Linked DNA regions of Cricetulus griseus: all the other regions are linked to region 1. The links are chromatin contacts, called in public Hi-C maps. All regions are on one chromosome and are shown on one strand. The core of a region is the stretch at or near the end of the contact, and the rest is flanking DNA. Distances in the headings are between cores, read along the strand shown.

Region 1 (3,579 bases), core at 713-3,212:
ACTGCCAATTAAGGCTGACCCCCAAAACTGCACCCCGTCCCAGCAGTGACCCCATGCCCCGCCCCCCATTCCCCAGCCAGGTCACTTCGCAGCAGCAGGGTGACTGACCCCAAGCACGGTGGGGGAAGGTTAACAGTCATCTCTCAACTCTCCGAATTTGCAGGGCAGGGGAGCGCAGAGGTCAGTGAAATCCCCAGCCAGGCCTCATTTTAGTCATCAATTTCCACTGGCCCCTTGCTGCGTGTCAGCGTAGCTCACAGCGCCGCAGGTTCTGCGTTTCAGATGCTTTCCCAGCTCCGGGCTGTTAGAAGGTCAAAGAGACCAGACTTTTCCAAGGCAGGTGGGGGGCGGGGGGAGGAGCTAAGCGAGATCGCTGAGAGCTGGGGCTGCTGGAGCTACCCTTTGTGCCCCACGCAAGGCTCTGCGAGTTAACCTCTACTACCTAAACGTCTTGGTTAGTATTAAATTAAAACCTCATCTTTTGTTCTCTGCCGGTGACCCCGATAGACTTTCTGATGAAGGCTGTCTTCTGATTGGCCTCGTTCCCAAGGTCCCTGTAAATTCAAGGTCAAAATCCGCAGTTGATTCTCCACTGTCTCTAGCACGAAGTCTAACAATGGGAAAGGGGCTCAGTGAATGTGTGCTTCATAAATGTGGAGATTTCACTCTGATAGGCCAAGAGGTTTTTTAAATTTTTTTCCCCTTCTTTTCTCCTCCTGCCCTGGAATAGACCGCAAACAGCGCCACCCAAGTTCCTGGTTAGCAGCGGGATCCCCTGCAGGCTGGCAGCCCCTGTGCGCGGGGGTCACAGCTTGGATGCCGGTGCAGAGGCTTGCAGCGAGCGGAGCTACGACCCGCGTCCGGGCCACGTGAAGCGTCACGCCCCGCGCTGCTGCAGGGCAGGCGCCGTCGCCGCGGTTGTGTAACGCTGCAGCCGGAGGGGAGGCGACCCGGACGCCTCTGCTCCGGAGGGGGCAGAGGAGGGAGGGAACGCTGGGCACTGTGCCCGGTATCTTTCTGTGCTTGACTAGCCAGGGTGGGTGGGGGCAGTGAGGCACCCTGAAAGGCGGGAGGAGATGGGTGCGCGCCAGTCGGGTGCCGGGCCACCCGCAGGCTGCGCCCCGGAGCTGAGCTCCCGGGAGAGTGAGGGGCCGGCGCAGCTCACACGGTCCACGGTCAGGTGCGCGCGGCGTGCTCGGCGGCGGCCTCGGCTGCCCTAGCGCCTGGCCGCCTGCCCGCTTCCCATGGGGTGACATCCGCCCCGCCCTCGGTCCCTCCCCAAGGCGGGCAATTCCTGGACACTGGGGTGAGCGCTGGGGAGGGGGGGGGGCTGGGAAGCGGGGACGGAAAGAAACCCCAGCCTCTGGGGAAGGCCAAGAGGGGGGCGACGACTCCCTCCGCTGCGCACCGGTTCCTAGGAGCGGGCCAGGCGGGGGAGGAGGAAGAGGGCTGGGCTGGAGCGACCGAGGGGATATTCCTCTCCCGGCTTGAGTCAGACGCGGGCGGATCCGTCCTCCCCCGTTCCCTCCCAGGAGACGGGAACTTACTTCATTTCCCTGGGGCAGGTTCGCCCACGTTACCAACCCCCCTCCCCCCCAGTTCCTTCCAGCTTCCGTGCCCCCCACCCAGCTGGGCAGGACTCGGGCTGCGCTGCCACCCCCTCTTTCGGGGAAAGGAGGCCGCAGCCGCAGACACCTGGGGCCCGAGGTTGGGGTGGGGGGGGGCACTTCGCAGCCGCCAGAGCGTTGTCCAACACGTGAGACTCATGTGATGAAGCCGGGGGAGGGCGGGCAGGTCGCTCCTTCCCTCCCCGGCAGCGGCCAGACGTGCTTGGAGTCACAGGGTAGAACACGTAGCTTCTACCCACCCACTCGCTCCCATTTAACCCAGCCCGCAGCCTCTCCTTACTCCTCGGCTCTTCCCCTCCAACAACTCCCCCCCCCCGCTCCGCCCTAAGCAACCTCCCTTCCCTCCCGCCTCCCCGCCCGCCCCACTTCTCATTCACTTGGCTCGCAAGGCGCAGACAGCGCAGCGAGCACACACCGCCAGTCTGTGCGCAGAGCGGGAGCCAGAAGCCGCGGGGACACCCGGCCATGCACGCCCCCAACTAAGCGACGCCTCAAAGCCGCGGCTCCTGGCAGCCCAGCTCATTGCAAGGGAGCTCAGGCTAGCTCAGAGGAACATACCCCTTGAGACCCTCGGATCCTCCCTTCCAGGGCAGTCCTCCCTCGGACGCTCTGCTAAGTGCAGACAGGAGCGCGCAGTGGCCCCGGCTCGCCGCATCATGGAGCGGATCCCCAGCGCGCAACCACCTCCTACCTGCCTGCCTAAAGCGCCAGGACTGGAGCACGGAGACCTGTCAGGGTAAGTGTGCACTGTGACCCCATCAAGTCTCCGCTCCTAGCTATGTATTCTGCGCCTCTCTCAACTTGGGGCACCTCTGGGAACACGGGGATTCTTGCATCAGTAGGGCTCCTGCAGCCAGTGCACACTCGGGAGTCACGGCTCTTTCTGTCCCCTTTCCCTACAGGATGGATTTTGCCCACATGTACCAAGTGTACAAGTCCAGAAGGGGGATAAAACGGAGCGAAGACAGCAAGGTAGGTGCATCCTCTGGGGACCCCTTCCCTAGTCCCTCGCGTGCGCTGAGTTTCCAAGAAAAGTTTGCTTGCCTGGAGGTTGGCTTGGGGGTTCAAGATGTGGTGAGCTCATTGTCACACCTGAGTGACTTGGGAAAGAAGGGACAGAAAAGGTGATTCTGGGTGCGTCTCTGATCTGCGCCCTTGCAGGATTTTTTCCCTGCTGCCGGGAGGGGAGGAAGGGAGGCTTCGCTTTCCCTTTCCCAGGCACCCATCATTCCACGTACTCCTTGCAGGAAACTTACAAATTGCCGCATCGGCTGATTGAGAAAAAGAGACGTGACCGGATTAACGAGTGCATTGCCCAGCTGAAAGATCTTCTACCCGAACACCTCAAACTTACAGTAAGTGAGAAGCTGGCCTTGCTCCAACCCAGCTCTTCTGCCCAGAGGGCGGGTGGGGGTCACTCGCCGCCTGCAGGCGTCACGAGGAACTGCAGGCTAGACGGGCGGATCAAAGCTCCGGGTAGTTCTGGGTTGGAGGGAACCCATCCCTAGTCCCAGGACTTCCAGGCAAAGGCAGAACCATCACTCTCTGAGGCCTCTTTAAGTTGGTTCCAACACTAGCATAGCTCCCTTTTGGTAATTTCCATCGCCTTGTAGTTCTGACTTAAAGGCTCACTCGCACACACAAACACAAATTAAGCCCTTTTCCTTTTCCATCTTCCATCCCGTGTGTGTGTGTGTGTGTGTGTGTGTGTGTGTGTGTGTGTGTGTTTCTTTCCGTCATATCCTTTACTAGTAGCCAAAAGCTTTCTAGCTATTCCTTCGTGAAAAGTATTTGGAAGGGAAGATGAAAAGCCTTCATGAGCTGAAGTTCTAAAAGGCTGTCAGGGAAACACACACACACACACACACACACACACACACACACACACGGGAGGGGAGGGAAAGCCGAGCTGAAGTTCTAAAAGGGTGTCAGGGAAACACACACACACACA
Region 2 (3,579 bases), core at 525-3,024, 240 kb before region 1:
TGTGGCTCCCCTCTGCGTAGTTACCCCTGGCAACAGTCAGAACCCTGGGACACCAACACCCTGTCCCTGGTCCCTCAGGCTATTGGCTCTGGCCCTCTTCTCAGAGATGACTGATTGGCCTTTATCATCAGCCCATTCTGGAAACTACCTCAGCCCCTGTGGTGCATGCCCCCCCCCCACCTCCAGTCCTCTCGCCAGTGTGTGCTAGTGGAAGCTGTCATCCATAGCTGAGTTTCTACAGAAGTTTAATGAGAGCTCCTACCAGCTCAATCCCGAATCCTGAATGTGGTGGGGGGAAAGTATTAGGCATGCCTCGTCCCTCCATCTCCTCATTGGTGAAGGCCACTGCCTTTTGATGATAAAGACCAGTTGAGCATGTCAAGAAATACGTGCTGCAAACAACTTAGAAAAAAAGAAAAAGCCTAAGGCCTTCTGCATCCATGTCAGGACTTTGTGGAAGAGGGTAAAAAAGGACAGAGGCATAAACTCCTCATAAGGAACGTGCATTGTATGAGCCCTCCCCAGATGCCTCCTAGAGTAAAATTTCACTTGACACCAGAAACTGGAGGGTGTTGGTGTTGATGTTGGTGTTTGTGTTGTTTCTTGGCAAGTAAAGAGGTAGTCTCCATCCTTACTCCTGACTTGGTCTTGTCCACTGGAGATAGGAAGAACAGCCAGGGCCAGGGGATTGGAGCATAGAAAAAGGAAACTACCTGAATTGTGTTAAGCTTGATGGAGTGTTACTTGAGAGTATACACACTGCCCCCCTCCCCCCAGTAAAGATATAGAAAGCTCCCTCACTGGCCATAAATGGCCACCAGCTGATGCTAAAGATGTAAACCTGTTAGGTTGAAGGCACTGTGTTAAGGGCTGGATACAGTGTGCCCCCTAATAGACACAGTATCTTCCCTACTGAGATTTGCTAGAGAGACTATACAAATTAATATAAAAGTTATTCCAGTCTGTCATAAAACATGATAGAAATTACATGGAATTATGGGCAAGCATCATCTGGGGACTTTTCCCTAAGCCAGAAGGTCAAATAGTCACTTCAGAGGTCGGGCAAGAATCCAATGCATAGCCTCAGGGAAGGAGAGGGTTCACTTTTCTAAACTAAGAAGTGCCATGCCTGTTGAGAACGTCCTAGGAGTTAAGGCGGAAGTGGTGACTAACCAGAGTGGTCCACCTGGGTTTCCTCCCTTTGTCCTTGAAAATGAGTCTGGTGTGCAATGTAGTTCACTGGACATGCCTATTAGTTTCCATTTGAGATGTGATCTGCACCAAATTACTTACTGTCCCTCGGAGCCTCTGGTGACAGCTAGCAACTTTGCTTTCCTGTACTGTAAAATGAAAGGAAAAAAAAAATACTAGACAGACATTTCGTGTCACCCAGGGTAGCTGTAACCTGGTTTTATTTTTATTGTGCCCTTAGCTTCTCTCACCTCCAGCTCCTCCTCCAAGCCGATGATGCCACAGACAAGAAACTTTGTAAAATTCAGGATGTGCGAAGGCTGAGGGGGGAGACAGAGAAACTTAAGAATTGTTAGATTTCACCTTCAGGGGGCGTGCTCATGACGTCCAACCCCGGTGGAGGCGTCCTACTTTTTTGCATTGCTGTGAACTGCTGAGTTGGGCACCTGCCAGCATTCAGGCAGCCGTTACATAAGACCTTTCTTTTTTTCCTGGAATTTAGGCTCACTGCTGATGTGCGACCTTCAGCAGTAATTGCCAATAAGTGCAGCGGGAGTGTTTACTCTTAGACACTGGCAACCACAGAGCAAGCTCTCCTCGAAGCATACAGAAGCCACTGTGGAGTCTGCTCAGGGCTTTTACTCTTTTGACTCTTTCTTTCTTTCTTTCTTTCTTTCTTTCTTTCTTTCTTTCTTAATTTCTTTCTTTCTTTCTTTCTTTCTTTCTTTCTTTCTTTCTTTCTTTCTTTCTTTCTGCTGAGATTATTCAGAATGCCTGAAGTGGTGTAATTGAGTCAAGCCAGATTGCATTTTTAAATAATGGACCACAGAGAGAGTTCTGAATAAGTCTCTCTGTAAGATATGCATCAAACTACATGGGTGGAGTCATATAATTTTTAACTTATATTTGCTTCTAAAAGCAAATACGTTTAAAAAGAGACTTGTAGATGTGAATATTTAAGATTGTTCTTGTAAATGCTAGATGACTTCTATTTTTGTCTCAGCTTTCTTTCTGTTAATGAAGGGTTCCGAAGGCTGATAAAGGAGGGGGCCTGGTTAACATGTTTGCAGGCTCATTCACTCCTGTTTTGTTTCCTTCCCCTGAGGTTATAAGTAGATTAAAAAGCAACTGAGTGCTGATTTAGGGGGCCAGAAAAGATAAATCCTTTTTGCTGCCCTGATATATCAATCTATCATACATGTCTTGACTTGTATTCAGTTTCTTCCAGGATGGTCCACATGGAAACATTGTGTTTACCAGAAAATCATGGATGCCTTGGGGCCGTAGAAGAATTCCTGTTAAGGAAAGTAGAAAGCAAAGCCTATTCACGGGCTCTGCTCTCTGCTGGTCCAATAATAGACACACATAAAAGGAATGGATGGAGAAATGGACAGGTGTGAGGGGGTTGCTGAATTGCAAACACCAGAAATAACCTAAGCAGTCTATGGGCTTCCTTAAGAATTACAAGGCATGACAGATGTGCATCCCTCCATAAGAAATCAGGTACTTTATATATAAAGTAGGCACATGAGTATCTTCTATGCACATAGCCTATTGCTTGCTTGATTGACATCAAGTTAGGATGCCCTGATTATTGACCTCACCCAGGAAGGACATTGAGGGCTCAGAAACTCAATGTACTAATTTCTACTTAAATGTTCGCTGGTCATTTGAGTCTATTAAATTACATCTGACTGAACTTCCCTGAATGACCTGGGAAGACTTACAATCAAAGGATCAATGACAAAGCAGTCTGGGACACTACTTGGTTTTCAGGTTCGTAACAAGGCTTGTTAATCACCCACCAGCTTTGAAGATTTCACTGTAATTAGAGATGTCAGCAGCATGTACTAGGAGGAGAAATAAAACCTAGAATATTTAGGTCTTAAAATTTTATTTCTTAAAATGTGAACTGAAATCTTAGCATTCAAGCAAAATGATAATAATAACTGGCTGAAAAAAAACTAAATTCATTTATCAGACCCTACTCTTTACTTATATTGGTATCATATTTACATAGCTATTTTTGGAACTTGTATACTTTATGATTATACTTATCAGGATTGCATCTTACTTCCATAAAATCAGCTTATTCCCAAGGAACTGTGACTTCATATCATCAGAGAAGCAAGTGTTGGTGTGAGATGTTGCTTGTTTTACCTACTTACATTCCTGGTTTGGTTAGGTCTCTGCCATGCCCGAAAGCAAGTTAGGTTGTTTAGGGAACTTGGGGCTGTTAGGATTTTAAAAATGAAGTTTGCTGACAATAGACTATGCATTATTTGATACTTTAGCTGGATAGAATCCCAGCAATGCTCCAGTCTTCCTGAACAGTTGAGGCGGTAGAAGCCCAGGGAGGTTCTTTAGTGACTGGCTGGTCACATGACA
Region 3 (3,579 bases), core at 546-3,045, 220 kb before region 1:
ATGAGAGTTGGGATTTACATGAGAAGCAATGTAGTCCTCTAAGGAGCCTCAAGATTGTCATATAGGGATCTAAATCAGCAGAGGACAAATAAACTGAAGAAAAAGACATTCAGTAATTAAAAATTAATTTGCTGTCTGGGCATTGTGGTGTACACCTTTAATTCCAACACTTGGGAGGCAAAGGCAGGCAGATCTCTGTGAGTTCAAGGCCGCCTGGTCTACAGAGTGAGTTCCAGGACAGCCAGGGCTATATATAGACAGAGACCCTTGTTGCACAAATTCTAATTGGTATTAATGATAAAAACCCAGAGTCAGAAAAGCAGAACGGCCAGCCACTAGAGAGTTCTTACCTCCACCAATGCTAAGACCTGTCTTCAGACTGCTTAGACTGCACTGCTCTTCAGACTGCATCCTCAAACTGACTGCCTCAGACAGCATCCTCAAACTGCTTCAGACTGACTGCTTCTCAAGCTGCCCTGAGGTCCTGTCTCCTCCCACCTTATATTCCTCTCTTGGCCCAGCCATATCCAAACCTCCCTAGTGCTGGGATTAAAGGCATGTCACTACTCCAAGTGCTGGGATCACCTCTGTGTGAGCTCTGTTTCTCTTTTATACTGGACCAATTTTGTGTGACCCACGGTAGCCTTGAACTAACAGAGATCCATCTGCCTCTGTCTCCTGAGTGCTGGGAATAAAGGTGTGTGCCACCACTGCCTGGCCTTTATGACTAACTTGTATGGCTAGCTATCACTCTGATCTTCAGGCAAGCTGTATTTGTTATATCATAAACAAAAATATCACTATGGACCCTGTCTCAAAAACAACAACAAATTTGCTATAATGCCGGGATGTGGGAAGTGGATGCAGAAGGATGGTAAATTCAAGGCCAACTTCTCCTACATAGCAAGTTTAAGGCCATGAGACCCTGTTTCGGTAAAAAAAAACAGGTGCTAATGTATCTCAGTGGTAAAGCATTTAACTCACATGCACAAAGCCCCAGGTTCAGTCCTCATCACTGAGGGAGAAAAAAAGAACACAAATTTGCAAAGTAGCAAATATGTATAATTTACAAGTTTAGTATCCTAATGCACAGCACAAGGACTGATATAGGTAATGAAATTGCAATGTGTATCAGATCTATGAAAAATCAGATTGTATCTGCTCTTGCCACAGAAACAAAAATAAATGTGTATGTAAGGCCATGGTTGGATGGGTGGATGTGCTTCACTGGAGTAAGTTATGTACTGTTTATACAGACCTCACAAATATCATGCTGTATACCTTAAATATGCATGATGAAATTTGTTTATTTTAAAGGTTAAATAGCAGTGATTTAGAGCCAAGGTAGTAAGCACTGTACCCCTCTTGATGACTCTGATAATGATAGTACTAGTTTGGGAGAGGATTTCTAGGGGGGACAAGGGAGCCCTTTGAGCGACAGAAAAACACTCTGTATCTTTATCTAGGTGACAGTTACATGGTTGTGTGCATGCTTACACACTGAGCCATACACTTAAACTGCATGTATTTCACTAAGAGATGAAAGAAAAGAGGGGGTTGCAGGTAAGAGAGAGTCTAAGCCTTGTTGTGACCCTGATGCAAGAGTAAGAGAGAGTCTAAGCCTTGTTGTGACCCTGATGCAAGAGAGAAGAGGGTTAGACTACCGTGGGTGAAACGGATACCATCTGCTGAGGCCAGGCATGGACTCGGAGGCACTTGAGTCCAAGCTGGCTAATTGGCTGTGTGTAGGAGGTGGGAGGGCAGAAGTCTCTGCTGTCTCTAGAGGCTTCCTGTTCTAGGGATGAGTAGATGCTCTGAGCCACCACTGGTGAGGAAATAAAGCAAGCACAGGGCGGCTTGCAGGGCTGAGGCTGCCAGCTTCAAGGCTCACTGCTGAGGTGGAATCTGGGGTTCTGGCAAGATGCCCCGTTTTTTCACAGCATACCCCTGACGGTGATGGCAAGGCAGACAGAAGCTGCTTTTCCTTCCAGTTCTTTATCTTGTGCAGTAATTATGAATATTAGTTCCATGTTTTCACACACTCATGACTCACACGCTTTGGCTGAAGATGAGATGCTGCAACAGAGTCCTGGTCAGCCACTCTCGGGGTAGAACCACTTTCTCGCTCCCTCTCCAGGGATCCAGGACTTTGATGAGTGAAGGGCTGGGCTGTGGGTAACCAGTAGGCTTTTTGCCATTATGCAAGGACTTAGCCTTCAGGCGCCCATTTATGGTCCCTCTGCCCCACCCCCTTCTCTAGGGGCCCAGTCTGATGCACTACATGGTATCGGGCCTATGGTTCCAGAAATTCTTCTTCTAGTATGGACTTGACTTGGGAGATCCCCCTTTGCCCCAAACTTTTCTTTTCTCTGGAGAAAATGATGTAGAACTAGGGTCATATCTGGGACCAGCTGAGGACAGGAACCCTAAAGCCCCAGGGAGGGTGATTCAGAGTTTGGTCTTGCTGTAAAGAAACTGGTTCAAAGTAGTAAATGCCCAGCTGGGAGGCGAGTCTGCCTTTGGTTAAGACTGAAGTGACGGCTATTAATGATTGCTAAAATAAACGCTGAGAGCCATGGAAGACAGGGTCACCCTAACTGGAACTCACTGCCCATTACCACTTCCTGTTCTGTGTGATGCAAAAGGATGGGACTCTGTGGTCAGGTGGCTTTCCTAGCATTGTTTGTGCTAGTGGCAGACTGTAGGAAGGATGGAGGGAAGCAGGCTGACCTGTGTGCTTTAGACTCACATATGGTCTGTCTGGAGAGGGTTGACAGCCCTTACATTTAAGGTGCTGTGACACCTCCCTAAGGGTCTCCTACCTGCATTACATAAGATTCATAATGAAAGCAGCTTTCAAATCCAGGATCATGTGAGGTTCGAAAATCTGTCCTCCAGCCCCTGTTCCCCTGTCAGTCAAGTTTAAGAAACAGACAGGGATGTCTGGGTCCCTTGCAGCTTTAAATCAAGACTTTTTTTCTCTTCTATTTTTTTTTAAACAGTATTAGTTATTTCCCCCAGGCAGTCCATTTCTGGAGTCATCTTCAAGTTGTGAAAATAATTATTGAAAGTAATAGCGATAAGCCAAAACAGCCATAGTACATCCATGCAGCAGGAACTCCGCAATGAAAATGGGCAAAGCTAGTGATGAATGAGTAACCTGGGAACACACATGGAGACTGAGTAAAAGAAGTCAGTGCACAGACAGTGACACGCTCTAAGTTTTTTTCATGTGATTCTTTGGAAGGACAAGGCTAGTAATGGAGAACAGATCCGTCCTAATTAGTCAGGAATGACAGGAGAATTTGGTCAAGTGTAGGGACTATTTGGGTTGTGGAAGCATTATTTGTTCTGCTTTTGTGGAGAGTCACAAAGTTTTATATGTGTGTGAATGAATGTCTATCCAACCAAATACCAAAAGAGTAAGTTTGGTATTGTATGACAATTTTTTTTTAAATTATGGGCCTAAGAGAAAGGGCTACAGCTAGTTAGCATCCAGTTTGGTGTTGACTGTAGTTTACTCTCTAGCATTCTCTTTCATTGACAATATCTCAGGTAAGACTCCCCATTCCAGCCTGG

Evidence for each region. Hi-C and Micro-C count contacts between places; a contact is called where the count stands out from the background.
Region 2: a Hi-C map of fibroblasts shows a contact between it and region 1, with 3 times the contacts expected there. The contact joins the enhancer-like site here to the promoter of Bhlhe40 in region 1. A contact is called at or near these places in 4 of 8 Hi-C or Micro-C datasets (the CHK-Q cell line, the CHO-K1 cell line, fibroblasts and 1 more).
Region 3: a contact with region 1 is called in a Hi-C map of the CHO-K1 cell line, with 2.4 times the contacts expected there. The contact joins the enhancer-like site here to the promoter of Bhlhe40 in region 1. A contact is called at or near these places in 2 of 8 Hi-C or Micro-C datasets (the CHO-K1 cell line and fibroblasts).

What each region holds. Positions count from the first base shown.
Region 1 is chr8:35,828,609-35,832,187 of CriGri-PICRH-1.0, reverse strand. It overlaps Bhlhe40 (class E basic helix-loop-helix protein 40), which reads left to right and starts at 1,962. Exons shown (of 5, transcript XM_035448635.1): 1 at 1,962-2,364; 2 at 2,531-2,600; 3 at 2,876-2,983. The coding sequence starts at 2,285.
Region 2 is chr8:36,067,931-36,071,509 of CriGri-PICRH-1.0, reverse strand. The region is part of intron 39 of Itpr1 (inositol 1,4,5-trisphosphate receptor type 1); the gene reads left to right. Among named protein-coding and RNA genes, the nearest start is that of Itpr1, 220 kb to the left of the region's middle. Within about 2 kb of position 1,774, at least 3 of the 6 cell types and tissues checked have open chromatin away from gene starts, as enhancers often do.
Region 3 is chr8:36,049,852-36,053,430 of CriGri-PICRH-1.0, reverse strand. All of the region lies in intron 43 of Itpr1 (inositol 1,4,5-trisphosphate receptor type 1), which reads left to right. Among named protein-coding and RNA genes, the nearest start is that of Bhlhe40, 220 kb to the right of the region's middle. Within about 2 kb of position 1,795, at least 5 of the 6 cell types and tissues checked have open chromatin away from gene starts, as enhancers often do. A contact at or near this core is called in the CHO-K1 cell line and fibroblasts, where this site is marked.